Linked DNA regions of Mus musculus: region 2 is linked to region 1. A link is a contact called in public Hi-C data. All regions are on one chromosome and are shown on one strand. Each heading gives the region's core, a stretch centred on a gene start, on an enhancer-like site or on the middle of the called end of the contact. The rest is flanking DNA. Distances are from core to core; before and after follow the strand shown.

Region 1 (3,981 bases), core at 915-3,414:
TCTGCTCTATGATTGGGGTTCTACTTTCTTAGCAGTGATTACCTTAGTTACTTTTTTTCTATTGTTTAAATAAACACACATTATGATTTTAAACCCAGAGTAAATGTCTAAAATACTTCTCATCTTTACCCTACACAAGACCTTCACTGGTTTTCAACTACTCAGATTTTGTTAGTGGCTAATGTTCTCTCTGGTGTGCTGGGACCTTGTTTAAGTGATTCTAACTCACGATAATCTGAAAAGTTACAGAGGAGGGTGGTGAACTTAGGCTGAGGACCTAACTGTCACATTGCTTAACTTCCTGCTCAAATAATGTGTGTTTGATGGAACCCTGTTTAATGTCCATACATATCTTCAAATGTGGTTTCCTTGCCTTCAAGATTACACTTATGTTTCTAAGTTAACTGGAAAAGAAAATACTGTGTGTGTTAACCTAATTGATAACACAAAAATTTCCCCAAGGTATGAATTGCTTTGTCAATCAAAATAGTTTGAGTGGTTGCTTTTAGTGGAAGATGAAAGATGCCTTTAGGGCAAGTTAGAGGCTAGATGGTAAAAGAGAGAATTATATTGCTCAGCAATGAAAAGAAAAGAAAAAAAACAACAATGAAGGTAGGTAAAGAGGAACATATAGAAGTCAGGGCATACAGAAAGCAGAGCAAGGAACTCAAGTCTAAACTGCAGGCACAATTGAAGCTAGGAAATTTCACTAGGTTTTCTGAATAGTACATAATACACAGTACTGTTACTTTCCCAGGATAACAAAGACTGTTGTGCAATAACACTATGAACCAACCTGCAGACATGTTTATAAATATAGGAGTATCTGATTTGAAACCAGTGGTTTCTAGATTAGTTTACTCCTTAAGGATAGAGTATAAAAGGCTTCTCAGTAGCTGATAGTCTATAAATAGTAACTTCCAATTATAATGCGCAATGATCAATTACAGAGCTTGTATGTATTGACCATCAGCCACTCTGCTATGGTCTTCATATGCTTTGTTTCTCATAGTTCTGTGTGAAAAGTCACATATAGCATCCATCTCCAGTTTGCTCATAAAAAAGCTAGAAAAGATTAAATGGATGCCAAAGGTCTCCAAGATGAAAATACAATAGCCTTCAGTAGAACTCTGATTCCAAAATCCTACCTTTTATAATTCTTAACTCATGTATGATCCCATAGATTGTGGAAAGTTCATACTAGACAAATTTCTGTTTTTAAATGTTTACTTACTGTTTATTTTGTGTTTATTTCCTGTTTTGCTTGCATATAATGTCTATATACCAAGTGTGTACCTGATACTTGTGGAAGTACCAGATTGAGTTCCTAGAAATGATATAACTATCTCTAGCTGTAAGGAAGATACTTTATCTCACACATGCCTTTATATAGCACTTATGTGATCAGGGTTTCTTTCATGTTGACTTACAGTTTGCTGTTTTTTACTGTCAGTATAATTGGTTCTTGTTTATGAAAGGTCTTATAAAGCATGCACACGCACACACACACACACACACACACACACACACACCAACACCATGATTGGTTCATAGATTAGATTCCATAAGGCTATATGAAGTCAAATCTACAAAGAATCACTTTGGCCACTGTACTCAGTGTCTGCAGTGGGAAGGAAATATTCCTCTTGGAGCAGGTCTTGACTGAGAACAGGGTTGCCTCTTTGCATTTATTCATCATTCAGAGAATTGGCTAGTAGGGGGGACTTTCACACTCCTGTGTTATCTATCTCCATTTAGTGGAGAGAACCATAACGTGTCACATACACTACCTCTTGTTCTCCATATCCCAGCCAGCATTGCCTAGGAGACAGAAATAGCATTCATCGAAAGCCACAATTACCTCATTTCCCTGGCTCGTTGTCTGAGATGTGCCTTGCCTCATAGTGACTGTGTAGGGCCAAAAGTCCAGCAAATATAGCAAACAGAGCAGCTGCTTGTCCAAGAAATGGTCTTACAAACAGGAGAGAACAGCATGTTCTCTGAGCAGATCAGGACCCTTGGCTGTTTTTATGGGTGTTTTGGTTTTCAGGCCAGCAACAGCGTCTGAAAACTCCTGGGGATTTCCCAAGCACCATTCGTCAGGTGGCTAGGCTTCCTCTGACGTTGCTTGTGAGTGATGGGGTGCAGGAAGAAGGTCATGTACAAGGCCATCCAAGGGCACTTTCAGCATGATTGTGGGAAATGAGAGAGCTAATGCAATGTCAGAATGTTCAGAAAAACAAGAACTTTCTGAATAGTGCTTGGCACGTGTTCGATGGACATTCAAGAAGTAGTTCTTGAATGAAACACTGGGGGATTAAGTGAGTAGACTCCCAGCATTTGCATTAACGGGCACACATGCGATTTCAACAGAAGTGACCAATTGTGCTGGTTTGCTCAGGGTTTCTGAGGGTGTAGATGGGGCTTTGAGTGTTGAAATCAAGAAAATTCGGGCTAAACTCCTGGTATGAGTTTGTTGCTTCAATTTCAAAACAGGTGTATTGAAATCTGAAACATAACTTTCATCATCAAGCAAAAGCCCATCTTCCAGGAGGTTTGAATTTAATAAGGGAAACTAGACAGAGAAATAATTAATTATTGTATAAATGGAAAGGATGTGGCTTATTGAAAAAAGGTTAGAAGCTCAGCCTACCATAGCCCCTCATTTTCACCATTTCTTCAAACTAAGTCCCCTTTGATTTTTGCGTGGGTACACCCTCCATTAGAGGGAATACTGTTGTGATCCAGGCACAGATATTGTGTTACCCTTGCCAGTGACTGGTTTAGGAACAGGCACATAACATAATTTTGGACAAAAGTACATACAAGAAGAACTAATAGGCAGATTTCAGTGAAGGTTTCCTTGCTCTTAAGAAGAAATAAAACCCACCAAATTTCTTATCAGCCACTGATGGTATCAACATGTTACCCACAGAGTTTTTATAGATGTTTTAAATCTACTTGAGGAAGTTATACTAAGTGGGACGATGGGGGAGACAGGAAAAACCTAAGTTTTTAATGACGTTATTGAGTGACCAAGTGATTGTAACCATCTAACTCCAAAATTGAAAAGATTGCACGCTTGCCTTATTACTGAAATTATCTGAATTTCTGTTATGCAGTCAATAATATAATGGTCAGTTACACCCAAGTCCTCTCTGCCATCAGAGGAAGGCATGACATGTGCCAGGGGGTGTGACAGAGTGTGACAGAGGCTCATGGAGCCTCTCAAACTTACACTGTGGTATGGACAAAAACTGTGTTTCTCATAGACAAAACCAAAGGCCAAAATACAGACCTCACAATGTAGCTGTAGGAAAGCAGTTAGTGGCAGCTGCCTCAGGCATGTTTATGGTTATCATTAATATAACAGGGGCAGTGAGTACACTGAAGCAATAGAACATGAAAAACACTTGGGAGTTCCAGGTTTAGTAAACTTGACTGTCCCCACAGGCAACAGAGAACCAGTTATGGTTTCTATCTGAAATGTCCTTCAAAACCTCAAGTGTTAAAGGCATGTCTGCCAGACAATGGATCGTTGGGAAGTTATTGCATCACTAGGGCTCCAACGCAACCAGTGAATTACTTTGTTTATTTTGTGGAATCATGAGAAGGTGTCAGAAATTTCAGAGATGAGACACAGTTGGGTGAAGTAGGTATCTTTGAAGGATATATGCTGTCCCAGTTTTTCTGTCTTTTGCTCTGATTCCTGGGTGCCAAGAGGTGTGTACCTCCAGTCTTTAATGCCTTCTCTGCCCTTAGGACATGCTCATAACACAGAAAAACAGAAAGTTATGGGTCAAAGCCTTTGCAGCTGTGAGATAAATAAATCCCTCCTTTTAAGTTGTCAGGAATTTTGTTAAAACAATGAAGACCAATTAACATAGAAATACAAATGTATTTGAATGATTTGAAGTTTAAAGAAGTAGATATCAACTTTAAAAGTGTGTTTGAATAACCTGCAGAATATGTTGATGTGTG
Region 2 (3,981 bases), core at 929-3,428, 530 kb after region 1:
AAAGTATACACTCTCACTGTAAAGAGGTCTGAATGGAAGGTTACAGTGAAATGGTTCAGAGGAAGACCAGGTGAGTGCATGTGCATTGGAAATTGATGTGCCTCCTATTTCATTCCTGGTTGGAAAGTGGATGAAATTCTAAATGTCTACAAATACTAAAATTATTGTACACAATGGCTTAAAAGCCTCTGGAAATACAGTCTCCAAATACCTAATTGTCATAACTGAAATGAGCAGTAGTCATGTTCCAAATATTATTTGCGGGGGTGGGGGGTGGTGTTCCAAATATCATGGGGGGGAAGTACTGAATGACAGTGTTTATGCAATTCACCCCCCATCTTTTTCCTTCTTTGAGGACTACATCCTAGTTTGTATAGGTGAATCAAAGTTGTAGACCGTGAGAGATTTGTGGGGTAGGGGGTAAGTTTTTAACCTATGGCATTATGCACAGTATTTTTTTTTTCTTTCCATCAGGTCTCTATAGAATGGAGGATGGAAGATGGGCATCTCTTTATACGTAGAGACCTTGAGTTCCAGAACTCTTAGCCTGATGCTACATAGCAAGTTCTTCCCTGACCAGGAGGACAGAAATCTGGGATAGCTGGTTTGCAGAATAGTGCCATGATTCCTGCTTACCACATTTCAGCTTTTATGGGGGGTGGGGTGGGTGGAGATCTGAGTCATCTGTCATCTTACAAATCTTTATCTGTTTACCAGCAAATATGCTCCGATGGTTCTGTTCCTCCCTGGAGCATGTAGCAAAGATCCTAACTCTGAGGAAGGATCTGGAACAGCCCGTAGGATAGGAACACCACGGGAGAGCAAGTCAATAATTAGTAGCGTCAACTTCACCTCAGTTTTCCACCATAAATTCTACCTGGAATGACATCTTTTTATAGAGATACTATTTGGACAGGCTAGCAAAGAACTAATAAATTTAAACCACCATGGCTAACCCATTTTGACTTATTAAACACTCGAGGGAAAGAGAGCTGTTTTGCCATAAGGGGGAGCTTTTGAGTTCCATAAAGAGGGGGAAAGGAATGAATATATATATATATATATTTCAGTTCAAAACGTAGAGCCACAGGGGCAGCAGACTGTTACCTGCTTACCTGTGCTTGGCCAACATTAGGAGAACTTGGATTGTTTTTAAGCTGAAATTGGGTAAATTCATATTTTCCTACCATTTATATTCAACAAAAAGTATATCTAACAGTCAACTGAATGATGTAGGATTGTTCAGGGGCAATGATGGGGGACATAGCACTGGTCCACTGTATCTCCAAGGGAGATGCCCTGCAAACAGTTCTCTGATGCTCTGTTCAATCTATACGGATTTGGGAATTGACTTTGGTATGCTGAAGCGCGAAGGTTAGCATTGGGGTCTCAGGGAAGAGAGAACCAACTTACTACAGTATAACTTTAAGAAAATGTGGTGAGAGGAGAAGGAGAAAGGCAAAAGAGACAGAGAGAGCAAGGAGGAGAAAAATGGGAGAGGGAGGTGAAGGGAGGGGGACAGAGAACAAGAAGAAAAGTGGGAGAATGAAAGAAAGAGGGAGGGAGGCAGAGAAGATGAAAAAGAATCTGAAAATCAAGTTTCAACGCTTTGTGTATTGTGAAAAGAGAGACATGTAACAGCAAAGGGCAAATGAGACCCTGAAAGACAGATTTTTCTCTCCCGCCACGAGGCAAAATAAAAAATAAAAATAAGGGGCGGGGGTAAAGGGAGCAAAGCAAAACAAAACAAACCAGAACGTGTGTTTTGAGTCGGAATGCGAAGAGCAGGGAGGACCGTAAGGGGGTGTGTACAGAATTTCATTAAATTGTTACTTTAAGATTGTCTTCTTAAAAACAGAAGAAGTAGAAGAAGAAAGAGGGGGTGGAGAAGCTGAACCGAAGGAAAGGAGACAAACGGCAAAGTAGAGGAAGGCTGGGTGGATCGGCCTCTCCAAACCGATTGATTGGTCATGATCCCCGCAGTTTGAACAGGGACTCATTCAATTGGGAAGGTGGAGTGCTGGCGAACAGATTAGCACACGCTTGTTTACTCGTCTTCTAAGGGATTTTTTCCCCCTCTTTCCTTTCATTTCGTGAAGAAGGAGGGAGGGGAGGGGGCGGGGGGGAGAAGGGGGCTGTGGCTTGTGTTATAAAGGACGCAAAAAATAAATAAATGAGAGCATCTTGGGGGGAGGGAGGGAATTCAGCCGACCAGTGTGTTAGAGGAGATTTTTTTTAAGAGCTAGAAATATATAAAATAAAATGAAATAAAACAAGGAGGAAGGCATCCAGCTGTTAGAAGGGGGGATAAGGCAGATAAAGGAGCGGGGAGAGAAATTAATTGCCAACCAGGAGGAGTTGGACTGTATTTTTGAAAGGTGGGGGGAGTGGAGCACACACCTTGAGGAGGAAAGCGAGAAAGAAAAGAAAAAAGCAAGTGGAAGGGGGGCTCGCACGAGAAAGGAGGCAAATAGTAGTGCGAGCTAAAGCTGGCAGCTCCGGGCGGCGGTGCAGGGGCGCAGGGGGGGCGGGGGGGACCGTCGGACATGCGGCTCTGGAGTTGGGTGCTGCGCCTGGGGCTGCTGAGCGCCGCGCTGGGCTGCGGGCTGGCCGAGCGCCCCCGCCGGGTCCGAAGAGACCCTCGGGCCGTGCGCCCCCCGCGCCCCGCCGCTGGACCGGCCACCTGCGCCACCCGGGCGGCCCGCGGTCGCCGCGCCTCGCCGCCGCCGCCTCCGGGCGGTGCCTGGGAAGCCGTGCGCGTCCCCCGGCGGCGGCAGCAGCGGGCGGCGAGGGGCGCCGAGGAGCCGAGCCCGCCTAGCCGGGCGCTCTATTTCAGCGGGCGAGGGGAGCAGCTGCGCCTCCGGGCCGACCTGGAGCTACCCCGCGACGCCTTTACACTGCAAGTGTGGCTGCGAGCCGAGGGTGGCCAGAAGTCTCCAGCAGTGATCACAGGTAAGGAGAAAGGGGTCCCCCCTGTCTGGCGGACCACCCTGCGGGTCTCTGCAGGCCCCTCCTGGGTTCTTGCGGATGTCTGGGGTGCAGGTGGCGGGTGGGTCTGCGGGAGCCGTCCCGGGAGCAGCACAGGGAGTAAGGAAGAGAGACTCTCTTTAACCCATCTGCGGAATGGGCGCGCTGAGAAAGGATGCTGCCCGGCCTCTGGGGAGCTGCACTCGGGAGCTCCTCGCCGGTCCAAGACCAGGAGCTAGGGATATAGCTGATCCCCCGGGAACCCAGAATACTTAAGTGGTGCTGGGGATGTACAGAGAGACTCTGTCCGGGTATGGGAGAAAAGGGTACAGGACCCAGATGGGTTGCGTGTGAAAGAAGTGTAGGAAACGGTTCATTTCTCTTTACTTTTCCATAGACGCAATTCTCCAGTAGCCTGGCTACCCTCAAAGTAGGCATGGGGCAGGTAGTTTTGATTGCCAGACTTAGAAGTCCTATAACTACCCCAAAGTTGCTCTCTGCCCGAAGCTTGCCTCTGGGAACCACCACCACCACCATAGCCACCCACACTGCCTCTCTGGGTCCTTGCTTTTAAAGCCCGTTGCCTGTCATTCACCGCTGGGTCAGACCTTCTTAGCGCACCTCTGACAGCCTACCCCAGACTCGGCTGAGAAATGGGGCGCTTTTCTCTTTGGGGACTTTTATGAGCCCATACTAGATTTAAGATCTCCCTCCTCACCCTCCCTCTCTCCCCTTCGCTGCTCCACAGCAAAGCCCATAGTGAAACCGGACACTTTGCGAGGGCTGCAAACCTTCCAAACGCCTCAACATTCATTTTCCCTTCTAAATGAATCTGTGGAAATGCCTTTAATAAAACGAGGGGTGGTGGAGGGGGCGGCGCAGGAGAGAAGGAAAGTTTTGCCTCTTCTGTCTGGGAGATTCCCTCACTGCATAAACAACCTTGCCGTGTCCTGGGACGCCTTAAAGCTATATTAGGGGTTCCCCCTTCGCTGCAACCTGGGAGCGAGTAGAGGG

The links. A called contact is a pair of places that touch in the nucleus more often than the background predicts.
Region 2: a Hi-C map of uterus shows a contact between it and region 1, with 7 times the contacts expected there. The contact joins the promoter of Pappa here to the enhancer-like site in region 1. A contact is called at or near these places in 5 of 39 promoter capture datasets (the 3T3-L1 cell line, the C10 cell line, cranial neural crest and 1 more), 2 of 484 Hi-C or Micro-C datasets (both in uterus) and 3 of 115 datasets of contacts at active chromatin or transcription factors (astrocytes, embryonic fibroblasts and embryonic limb bud).

Annotation. Positions count from the first base shown.
Region 1 is chr4:64,593,252-64,597,232 of GRCm38.p6, forward strand. No RefSeq gene overlaps it. Among named protein-coding and RNA genes, the nearest start is that of Gm23950, 150 kb to the left of the region's middle. Within about 2 kb of position 2,165, at least 35 of the 459 cell types and tissues checked have an H3K27ac peak or open chromatin away from gene starts, as enhancers often do.
Region 2 is chr4:65,121,996-65,125,976 of GRCm38.p6, forward strand. It overlaps Pappa (pregnancy-associated plasma protein A), which reads left to right and starts at 2,179. Exons shown (of 22, transcript NM_021362.1): 1 at 2,179-2,952. The coding sequence starts at 2,547.